Regions from separate parts of the Zea mays genome. Here region 1 is linked to region 2. The links are chromatin contacts, called in public Hi-C maps. All regions are on one chromosome and are shown on one strand. The core of a region is the stretch at or near the end of the contact, and the rest is flanking DNA. Distances in the headings are between cores, read along the strand shown.

Region 1 (6,131 bases), core at 3,211-5,710, 530 kb before region 2:
CGCTGCTGGATTCTCTATATAGAGAGAGAGAGTTTCTCTAAACGGTCCTCTATCCATTTGAATACTTTAAATAACCGGTTTAGCAAAACTAAAATATATACAATACATTCGAGAGTATAACAAATACGTATGTACAAAAAATAAAAATAAAAAATGTCTCTAATATAGATATTTGAGTATAGAGGACGTGATTTAGAGAACGTTGTTGGAGAGAAAGGAGATATAGAGGATAAAATCTTTTAGAGTATACTGTAAAAGACGGATATAGAGAATGAATATAAAGGACGTTGCTGGAGACAGCCTTAGACTGCAGAAATGGAGGCGAAAGCTCATGATGATTGCATTTCGAGTATTACAATCTTTGAAGCAATGTCTTCCTGAACAAGATACAGTTCCTTCTTCATTGCTTGTTAGCCGTCCATCTGTCATCCTCATGGTCACTTGGATACACAGTACTACCTCCACCCTTTTTAATTTGACGCTAAATAGTGCAAAACTGAACTACAAAACATCGAATAAGAAAAATGGAGGGAGTACTTGTTATCTACTTTCACAGCATGTCGTACTACTACAATGTACGCACATCTGTGCAATAGAAATAATTGCATACATGTTGATGTGTCGATGTAAATAATGCGTATGAGATGGTTCTAGCCGTAGAGAAAAATATACATGGCACTAAAAGTTAACAATGCAGCTAGTTAATCTGTTGCACAGACAACGAATCATATTAACTTCTTATGTAAAAAAAGGCATAGATAATTTCAGAGCAAGTTAAACCTGAAGCATTGAGTCAAGCTGTACCTCTGTAAACTGAGAAGAGAAGAATAACGAACTTGTCTTATGCTCTTATCCGAAGGCCCTCGCCGAGCCTGCAAGTGTATTCCCTCACCAGAAAGGACAGCCAGAAAAATAAATAGACCTAATGTGCCTAAGGTTTTTATTATGCTGTATTGAACGGAGGCCACTTGTGCAGGTTCGTTTGTAGACTAGAATCACATACATATATGTCAACGAGACACCGAGACAGGTAGGCATCACGCAACAAGTAAAGAGAGATGAGAACCAAGAAGGCAGTAGCAGCGACAAGGAGATCAGAACTTTTTTTTAAGGCACCATCGGTGTGAAGTGCAATTAGCAAATCAAAGGATAAATCACTTAGTACTGGGTCCCACCTGTGTGAAGTGCAACTAGCAAATCAAAAGAAAAGAATAAATCACGTAGTACTGGGTGTGGTCTGTGCTGCTACTTTTATCCCTGAATTACTGATCCCTTGCGCAATTACGAAATGGTCGAGGGATGACAGTACGCTTCGAGCTCGTATTCATAACCAATTGGAAGTAAAAGGTTGTTCCGTAGCAGCTGCATTCCGCAAGGCCAATCAACCATGGAGAATGGACATGCAACATCTGTGGTTTGGTGTTAGATTACAGAAGGTATGCATAAGGAAACAAAGCCAGATTAGCTGAGGCGTTATAACAAGGAAAGCCAAGCAACTGAATAAGATCGAGCCTCGCCTATCAAATTTGGAGTGAAGAACACTAAGAAAATGTGGTACACAAAAAACCTTTACTAACTGTCACTCAGTTATCAAAACCAAACCACGCAGGGCTTTCACCAAGAAGCTCGCATGCAAAAGTTAATGGACCTATACTGCATTTAATTCATAGTAGAATAAGCAGGATCAGCATGCACACCACCTAGAAATACTATATGTCAAACCATAGAATCACAAATCACAGTTAATAGCAAAAAAAAAAAAACAAAACAAAGGCAAGAAAATATTTAAGGCAATTAGAAATCTAGAGAGCATGCCTCTGGAAATGCTAATCTTTTTATTTTAAAGGACAACACAACCGTACATCGGTACATATGATGATATGACAATACTAACAGAAGTATATACCTATGAATTGTGTAAACCTGAGATTCTCAACTGAGCTCCTTTTGGATACAATAAGTCAATAACTAGTACCTCCTCAATACCAGCAACTTAAAGTGGTATAGGAGCCACAAAGACCAATGTAACAGGCCAACAAGCGCTTAGGAATTCTCCTCCACACTGACTGAAGTCTTCCTAGCCTTCTTGTCACTGACATATAATTGATATCCATATGAAACGAATCCCCAGATGGCCATCAACATAGCAATAATCTTCACTCCATCCATCTTGTCGTGGAAGAAAATCACAGCAAAAATCGGAATGATGGGTAGAGCCAGTGTGCTTATCACATTTGAAAAGAGTGATGACACAACAAAGATCAAACCCACCACTCCTACGGAAGCTATCTGCCAAGATACAGCAGTCCATAGAAGTGTCATCACATAGGACACCCTCCCTGAGCTGAAGGCATGCATCTCTCCCTCTAAAGTCTTCCACTCGCCGCTTGCAAATAAACCGATAAGAGAAGCTACTGTTGCCACTAGTGCTGTATATATCTGCATATTCAACACGACTGAGAAAGTTTCCTTCTTAATAACCTTCTCGAATGCGACTTGCATTAGAGAGAGAATTAGTGAGTATGTGGCCGAGGCTCCTAGGGTCAATGCGAAACCCAATATGTACTTCCCACGCGATAAACCATTGGTACCCTGAGAATCTTCGTCAACTCCAAGAAGCGCAGCGGAAAAGGTAAGGAGAATTACTGAGTTGAAAATGAATGGGGTGAACTTTTGAGCATTTAGGACATATGAGAAGACAGCATTGAAGGCCAGCTGACTAGCGCAAATGAGCGAATATGTTGATACAGGAAGGTACAACAGGCCATAGGAATACATCAAGTCATCGGCAGCAATGATGAGGCCCAAGACAACATATATAAGAGTAATTTTGGTGACAGAAGTCTCAGGGTTACTGGTGGTTGTTTGTGTAGAAGGCGATTTTGAACGGAACAGATATAGGGCGACGAACAGCACTGGAAAGCCAGCGGTTTGGACAAATGTGGACATCCACTTGCTATTTCCACCTTGGTTGTAGTAGAACCTGCCAAGGAGTGTCGATGCTGTCTGACCAGCAACGAGGAAGAAAATGTTCAGAGTTACCATCAGCCACCAATGCCAATGCTTGGTATGAGAGTTTTGAGGAGCTGTTTCGTTGGTAGATGAGGTTTCAGGTTTGGATGATCCTGCAAACAACATACAGAAGGCATTATGAACAGGTCATCCGGAACTATAAATGCTAAGCACTCAGGGTAACAGGAGACCCCCAAACTGAAACGCTGGTTTCTTAGACCAAGTGAAATCCAGCTTGGGTACTTTTCCTGACGAACAGGGCACAAACCCACAGTGCTCTAAAATTACCGCACACAAGAAATTGTCCACGGTATATCTATGACTTTTTCTGGAGAAAAAAAAAAGAAGAAGCAGCGCTGCTCCCCTAAAGCTCACATCATTATTCCCAAACAAGAAAAAGATAATACAGGCCTGGCCTGGCCATTGAAGTGCATAAAGTAAGGTTCCCTACACATCCTCATGAAATGTTTCAGATACTTGGAGTCGTAATTAACAGCTGAACCAACCCTATCGGACGACCAACCGAACATTCACTCAGTGTCAATGGCCAGTAACTGAAAACGCACGCACGAGCACATGGCACAGATGCAGCAATCACAAGACAGCCGTGACTCGTGAGCGCGCGCACTGAAGAAGGGAGATGACCCCAACCCCAATCCCGTACACGAACCAAAAACCCACTGACCCACCGGTACGCCACACACCAGAAGGTAATTCATCGAACACCTCTCGCGCTTGAGCGTTCCAACGACGTACCGCCGCTGACATAACCCGAGAAAAAAGAACATGTGTCGGGGACTCGGGGCTACCCACGCACTGCAGAGCAAATCCAATCTACGACAGTCCTTCCCGCGCTCCTCTCATCGCATCCTCAACGACGACCCGACATAGTTCACACTGTCCGTCGGAGAGAGAGAGAACGAGCGGAGGACTGACACTGACCTGCGATCTGCACGTGGACCTCGTCCTCCCTGTTGCCGCCTCCGCTCCCGCCGCTGCCGTCGTCGCCGGCCATGCCGCTCCCCGCGCGCGATCCGATGCGAGTGGGCTGTGCTGCGGAGGACGCGGCGAGTGAGGAGGAGGCGAAGAGAGGCGCGAGCGGTCAGCGACTCAGCGTGGGAGCGCCGCACGGGGGGGGTGGAAGGTTGGAAAAGCTGCGCACCTGCCTGGCTTCCTTCGCGTAGGAAGTAGGAACACGAGGGAGAAGTCCAGGGCACCGCTCTTTTTGGATGGACGTGGACCCTTGTAGATGGCACCGCGGGCGCAGCCTTTCCGCGTCGCTGTCGTGTCTGACCAAGGCCGGACGCCCTTTCTGATTCGCCCGCTCGCGGTCGCAACTTATTTTTCCTGCGTGCGGCCAGCGGTGCGGGGCCTTGACGGTGACGGATTGGTTTGTTTTCGGCAGTATGCCGGAGTTGACCATCCAAACCCGACTCCGGCCTTCTCCAAAAAAAAAACACCGAAAAAAGGTGCTTGTCGATGATGTGTTGGAGGAGAGCTGCTAGCGTTGTCACACGATTCTGCTGCTTAGCGCTCTGATCGGGTATTTAGAAGATCATGTATGTATATGATAGGTGGCGGTCCTGGGATTTTAGGGGTTCAGGACAAAATTTAAAATAGGACTATTCTAATTCTTTATATACATAAATATTATCAATATAAACACTTAAGATAGATCAAAAATATCTATATCAAGCAATAAGTAAATAAAAAGATACATATTATAATATTACTTTAAAATTTCCTTCTAACATGTTTAGATAAGATCGGATTATGAAAACATCGTAGCCATAAATTCTTTAGTATTTTGTTGCTAAACTATTATATCATACATTGATAGTCTAACTACTGAATTTATATTTAGCATTAAGCCTCTATAGATCTGGGGCCTAGGGCGGCCGTCGGTCTGCCTTAGCCCAAGGTCGTCGATGAATATGATATATGGTTATAGATGGCCAAATGAGCCGTGCCTAACGGACCGGCCTGAAACACGACCCGTTTAATAGTGCCGGGCCCGGCCCGGCACGAGAACCGTGACGTGCTTGGGCCGCTGTCTTGGCCCGCAGTGCCGGCCTGGCCGGCACGATTATATATTTTTTATTTTATAAAACATAGTATATATATTTACATTTTATATTAGCTATTTACAACAAATGCTCACGAGTTATATTGGTTAGTGTCCTTCAGTTAGGCGGGAGAACGTGACCAGTTAAACGGCCTGGCCCGGCACGCCGTGCCTGGGCCACGGCTACGGCACGGGGCCGGCCGGGCACGGCCCGATTAACCGTCGGGCCTGACGGGCCCGGGCCGGGCCGCCCGTTTGGGCACCTCTATATATGGTTGTACAAAACACTACTCACTCCGTTTCATTTTAGTTGTCGCTGGACAGTGCAAAATTGAACTATTCAACGACAAATAAAAATAAACGGAGGGAGTATTATACAGTGTAGATAAAATAGATGGTAGGGAATAAGATACGAGAGCCGCTGAATAGCCTAATGCTACATGCCTGTACAATCCGATCTCTACGGTGCAGGACTGCGGGTGCGGCGGGAGACGCTGGTCTTTTTTCTGCAGCCAAAGCGCGCCGCGACCGCGAGGCCAAGAAAATAACGTGAAACCGGAACAGGATGCTGCGCTTGTTGTCGTCGGGCACGGGAATGCGATTCCGCAAAGCCAGAGATGGCCAGGCTAGCGGCGCCGGTGCTTTGTACATACAGTATACATGGTTGCGTGATTTTTTTTTCTCCGTTGGATGGATGCTCGCAGCTCCTGACCGCACGTCGGTCGCGTACACGACGGCGCCGGTTGCGTATCCACAAGCTCTGACTTCGCCGGACGCCGCCCTCCCAATGAGCGAGACGTCAGTTTCGATCCACAAGCGACTACGACGACGGCCGGGAGCAGCAGCCGTAAAGAAGGTCCGGTGTCCACACCGTTCAGCTCTGGTGGTGGGCTTCAGCTTCGATCATCGTCCTTCATGGGAGAGGGCATCTCTTCAAGGCTGGTTTGGTGGCCAGAAAAATAGAGGTGATCTGTTGGTGAGAAATCTCCTTATTCAATGGTTACCAAATTAATCCTAAAACTTGTATGTCAGCCTCATAGCGTATTCTTGAAAG
Region 2 (6,012 bases), core at 1,961-4,460:
CTGCACATCAAGAATCTCTGACGATTTCAATAACCTTGGAAGTGATATATTGCTTGCTGATACATGTCCATGATCTGACATACGACCCAGAGCATCACCCCAGACAAAAATGTCCTTCAGAGAATCTGCTGCTGCATTGGATCCCTCAGATTGTTTGAGCTTAGGTATTTGCATAATTCTTTGGTCGTTAATTATTTCTGCAGATTTTATGTCTCTCAAATTATTTTTTACTCGATCTACCAATTCGGGACTAATCTTTTCCAAGTAGAAATCTAGTTCTGACCATGCTCTCTGTCTTGGAGAAAAGAATGGTTCGGAGCAATCCAAATTGTTACGCAGATACTTGTTCTGTATCAACCTAGGACTGCCATATAGCGAATTTACCTTCATGAAACAAATGATTGGAGAAGTTGTCATTTGAACAGTACAGGTAAAAACATGAGGCAATTGGAACCTATGACAGTCGTGATGGCTATTTACAGTCAACAGTCATGGTCTAGTACTTAACTAAAAAAATTGTCCCTCAAAGTATATGCGATTTAAAGGCATGTGGAAAGTGTTAGTTTAAATTCCATTATTATCATAATTTTCAGTTGCAAAATAGTAGTATAAAATATTTTCACTATAAACTAACAAGGTAACCATTATCAATATAACTTCAAAATGGTCTAATATGCCAGTCGTCATCAATATGTCCTTTTCTCAAGCATGGGATTCTGAACATCCAGTGTGGTATAAGAAATTTCACAAGCAGTGTGTCAACCTCGCACTTAGACAATGCTATCATATTCGTGCATAAAAATCATGACATGCATGAATTCCAGAATGAACCTTTGGGAAATTTCTTCCATCATGCACAGCAAAAAGCCTACTCCTTTGCTGAATATAGCTAGGAGGGCTATTCGTGCAGCTGTTTATCCGACGGCTGTTTGTTGAATCAATCAGAAGTAAAGGGGTGCATGGTGCTGATATTACGGCTGTAAGGCCTAAGTACCAGCATTCAGCTTGATCCCTATCTTTGCAGACCTGGGTAACATGATCCCCAAATAAAAGGTTATGTAAGTTAAATAAGTAAAGAGATCACAAAATCTAAACGCTCTGGGCTACTCCATACCAAGTCAAGTGAGGATTCACCGTTCTTGTATATAATTGACAAGGAGTGAGATTCCTTTTCTGGCCAATGTAGACGCAAAAGTTTTGTCTGCAGAATATTGAATTCTCAGAAAATCAGTGTCTTCCAACCATAATGTGTTACTACTAAGATCCAATAGCATATGTTTGGAAAGGGAAAGTTGCATACAGTCTTCTGTCCGAGAACTACACTGGACACTGAATTCAAGCTCAAACGTTTTCCCCTCTCTTTGGAGTACCATATTAGTGCTCTCTCATCCTGCAAATACAAAAATCTCAAATACGTAAGAGAACCAAAATATGGAGTGTATAGAAGTTGAAGATGTTCAGTTTCAGTTTACTCGAGTTCATCAATCTATAGCAAGCTTCTGAAACCCAATAAAACAAAAAATGAGCTTGGTTCGGATGTGGTTGAGCGGGATAAGGAGAAATAGTAATGTACTCCCTCCGTTTCTTTTTATTTGTCGCTGGATAGTGCAAAATTACACTATCCAGCGACAAATAAAAAGAAAAGGAGGGAGTATATAAGAATATAGTTTTGTCCTGTTGCCAGTGTCACACTAGGCCCTGTTTGTTTCCGCATATACAGATTTTCAGTGGAAAAAAAACGAGAACCTTGTGTCAAAAGTTGTAAAAGATCAATGTTGCAGCGATCAATCCTATCTCCTTTGGCAGTCAGGTAGTTGCCCTTCAGCCTTCAGAACTGGGGAGGTGTCACTATTAGCCTATAGATCCTTAGCTTGCCAACAAAACATTGGTGGAAAAATGAACTCTTGAGTGCGAGGTTGCGTAGCACAATGTCCCGTTTATAAAGAAAACTATGAAGCAAATGGAAGAAAATGTGTGAACATATAGCCGAACCACTCACATAAGACAGCCTGACAGTGCAGAATTTGGGCTTCCCTCTCTTCCCACATTTCAGGAGATGTGCGCCTTTCTTGAGAGCGACAATGGACTGTTAGGAAGGAACAAGCTGTCAACCACAAAGTGGCAGTGTTCGTCTCAGATGCATCTTTCCCAGCACTAATATTGTCTTCTTGTGCATACGAAAAGTATTAAACAAAAGAGCAGAAGAAGGAACAGGAATGCCACGCAGCGATAAACCTCAAGAAGCTGCAGAAGACGGATGACAACAGGAGGATGAAAACAGCGGAGGAGCATATCCTATGCGTAGATCTGCTCGAGGAGTGCCACTAATTCTCTGGACTGGACGAATGCGCAAGAAGAAGAAAAAAAACAGCCGCGTACCTGCTGGAGCTCGACTCCTCTGGTTGTGCTTGCAGAGCTGCTCCACTCGAAGCCCCCGGCCATTGCGGGTAGGCGTAGGCGTAGGCAGGCAGCTAGAAAAGATCAAGCGGACGGAAAGGCGGCATCACCGTGAGGCTTGAGCGAAGTCCGAGTCCAGGCCTCCTTTGATCAGCAGTGGGATGGATCGATGGAGCAAAAGATGGCAGTGAAGTGTGACGGAAAGAGCGCTGCAACTGCAAGGAAAGAATGGAAGCGAGCAGGAGGTAAAGAGAGAGTTGGGGTGAGGTGAAGAGAGAGAGGAGGGTGTAGTGTAGAGAGCTTGAGGACGGTGGGCTGGGCTGAGGCGAGCTGCGCGATTCAAGGGAGCAGGAACGGGAAACGGTGGCAGCGATTTCTAGCTATGCGCGCTTAACAGAGGAGATGCAGTCACGCAGAGGGTTCAGTGGTTCACATGCCACGCAGCACAGACAGACAGAGGACATCTCCGTGCGCAGCGGAAGCACAGGTGCACAACTGTGGTTCCAACCCTCTCTTTTTTTAGTAACTTTTTTTTTCCTGGCATAGTATTGCAGGATCTGTCGCGGTTGGCGGTTGCAAACAAAGCCCCAAGAAAAATCGGAAAAAATTTCGTTCCTTGCAAGTGCAACCAAAACGGAGAGGGCGGGGCGCGGAAGAGGCCGATGGTGATAGGAGCAGGCAGCACGTGCGCAGCGCAGGCAGGCAGGCGCTGCCCCGGCCGGCACGAACGACTCAGCTGCCCGCAGACGATGCCGTCTCGCTCGCACGGAGGAGGCTGTGGTGTCCTGATGCGGTTTCGCCGTGGACGACAGTGGAGTGCGGCCGCTGGCCATGACGGACGCGGACGGCGACGTCGACGGGGGGGGGGGGGGGGGGGGGGGGGGGGCTCCGTAAAAAAAATCCTGAGCTGGGCACCCTACTCCATGATGGATCTACTGCTTGGGCCGGACTAGTACGACGCGTGGTGGTGGTACACTGGTACTTGCTGCTTCGCTGACGGCGTCTCCATTTAATTACTTACTTCCCGTTCATCGTCCACCAATGATAAAAAGGTTTTAAGCTTGAGTAAATTTAAGGTACCTTGATTTGTGCAAATTCTACGGTCGTAGTTGAAGCGTACTACCCATTCCACCATCCCAAATCCCATCCTAGCTTCCCTGACACTGATTCGACCTGGCATTATGGGTGAAATTAACGGCGGTGGTTGATGCTATACCAGTGGGCCTCGTGGCTACTGATTATGATTACTCAAGATACGGAGCTCTGGTGTAGTCGCTTCGTACTATACGACGTCAGGGTTGGTAAGATCTGGCGATCTCGCCATGGGATTCTTCAGTAGCCTGACAGGATCAGTACAGTCCTACAGCGACAGAGCGTCAGAGCATGTCTCCAGGCAGCCCAGCAATTCGTGCGAGGCGAGCATGCGTTTGGGTTTGGCACAGAAGGGTCAAAAGGCAGCCATCGATTGCTGCTGCTCCTCGCGCCTGGCTGCCTCCTCTTTAGGGGCACCATGACAACATGAAAGCTCTTCCCCTTCTCGTTGCCGCCTGCTCTGCTCTGCTCCACCACCAAAGTCCAAAGTCGAAAGCCAAAGAGGAAAGAGTTAGGCGTCTGAACCATGCGTGCTCTTGTCTCCCGTTGGTTCGTTCGTTTCGTTGGCCGTCGTCGTTCAGTCTCATGAACTCCGTTGTATACGAAAGCCCCAACCCCAGTAGCACTGGCTGATCTTGGTTGGGGGCTTGGGGCCAGGCCGCCGTCAAACTCCTCCGTCTCTCCGCGGTGGTCCTTTTTTAACCACTGCATATATATTACCCAGCTATTTGTTCGTAGGACCCCTTCCAGCTCACGCGTCGTCCTTACCCACGCGGCCGTGATAACTCGGTGTCCAAAAGAAGAACACGTACTACGACGACGACCGATTCAGAAACTGTAGGCAGGCAGCCACGCTTTGCGCACAGTGAAGAGCAGCGTGCTGTGTGCCCTGCAGTGCAAGGCCGCCTCCCCCCCCCCCCCCCCCCCCCCCCCCAAGTGAAAAGAACTCCACTCCACCGAATCTTTCAACGTACTCTCCCTGTGTCTCGCGCACGCAAGGGGAGGACACATGCGGTGAAAAAGGTTGGTAAAGGCTAAAGGAGGGAGAGACATGGATGATTGGCACGGCGGTCGCGTGCCGGACATGGCAGAACAGAACAAACGGCCATGCTCAGTGTCGAGGTGGGTCGGCTGGGCCTTGGGCCTATACTGGATTGTCACTGTCCATGGGCCATGCATGGCTTTGTATTGGCTGCGACCGACCCTCTGCAGATCGGGCCACCTCGGTTCCTCACAGCTTAGTATCTCGTTAACAAAAACTGGCTTTGGTTCAGCTAGCTCGTTACACTAACCAGCCACAAGTTTAGCTTACTATTTTTTTCCTTGCTGCCATTGAGGTTATTCATTTAGGACATATACTACAGACTTTCGCAGTGCAGTTACGTACGTCACGGATTGGTTACCTGCGCAGACTCATTTGCAGTCTAGGACTGTCCTCAAAAGCAAGCCCAGTCGATCTATTGACGGGTTGTTCAGGCTAAGGGTATGATGCATAGACAGTAATGCAATGCAAGTATTATACTAATGCGACTACCCAATCAGACCCCCAGTGAAAGACGAAGACGAGTATTGATTCGGGAGAAAAAAAAAAGCAAAAACAAAGAAGAAAGGTGGATGATTTCACGATGGTTTGGGAAGTATCAAAAAAAAAACTAATGCTTGCTTTATTGCATATCGATTGCCCCCTGAGCATAATTTCAAGGCAAACTGCCCATTGACTTGCAAGCGAATAAGCGATGCGATTGCGAGGCCACACTGACAGGACAGGTCCCAGACTACTATCCTTCAAACGAAACATTAACTTCCACACCTGCCAAAAAAAAGAGTTAAACACAATCTAGTTCATCTAAACTGACAAAAACACGCCAGACTCCAAAAAGTCTTGACTCAACTCAATCATAAACTGCGCCATCGCCTTAGGCTTGGGTTTGAAGAATGACCTCTAGGACTTGACCGGCTGGCTGGCATTATAGTCATGTGGAGTTGTGGGCTACTATCGTCGGAGAAGCCATGATCTTCTTACTGAAAACCACATCGTTTCTAGTTTACTCAAACGTCCAAAGAGCACCTACCTGCACACACAGGTATCGTTATACTTCTCAACCCACCTTTCAAGTGATCCAGCACCTCAACAAGCCTCTCCAAAACTAGTGGGGGATAAACACCACCCCGACGGAAGAATGAAGCAACATGGCACTGACAAAAGAATGTGGTCAACGCTCTCCACTTTTATTCATGAGTTCTGCACTTGATTGAACCGGACCATTTCCTTTTCGTTAACTGAACTCTTCTGCATCGAATCCTACCCCTACCGTGGTAGGCCATCCAAAGGAAGACCTGAATCTTAAAAGGGACTCTACACCCTCGTATATCACTCGATCTAGTATTCTTAGCTCCAATAAATGTCATATGTCTATATAGGGATTTAGTAGTGATCTTGCTAGAATTTTCCAAACCCCAAGCAAGATAACATGTCCCTCAAGTATAAATCTTCCAGGTAAAGAAAGTGGCCTTAAATCACTT

The links. A called contact is a pair of places that touch in the nucleus more often than the background predicts.
Region 1: a contact with region 2 is called in a Hi-C map of ear, with 2.4 times the contacts expected there. The contact joins the promoter of LOC100502445 here to the promoter of LOC103653921 in region 2. A contact is called at or near these places in 2 of 25 Hi-C or Micro-C datasets (ear and tassel).

The regions. Positions count from the first base shown.
Region 1 is chr4:162,359,170-162,365,300 of Zm-B73-REFERENCE-NAM-5.0, reverse strand. LOC100502445 reads right to left here and starts at 4,460. Exons shown (of 3, transcript NM_001196923.2): 1 at 4,175-4,460; 2 at 3,955-4,060; 3 at 1,820-3,125. The coding sequence starts at 4,435. The coding sequence ends at 2,044.
Region 2 is chr4:161,824,644-161,830,655 of Zm-B73-REFERENCE-NAM-5.0, reverse strand. It overlaps LOC103653921 (Putative regulator of chromosome condensation (RCC1) family protein), which reads right to left and starts at 3,210. Exons shown (of 9, transcript XM_008680724.4): 1 at 2,380-3,210; 2 at 2,000-2,086; 3 at 1,301-1,390; 4 at 1,115-1,201; 5 at 832-1,026; 6 at 1-384. The coding sequence starts at 2,442. It also overlaps a transcript of LOC100273616 not described here.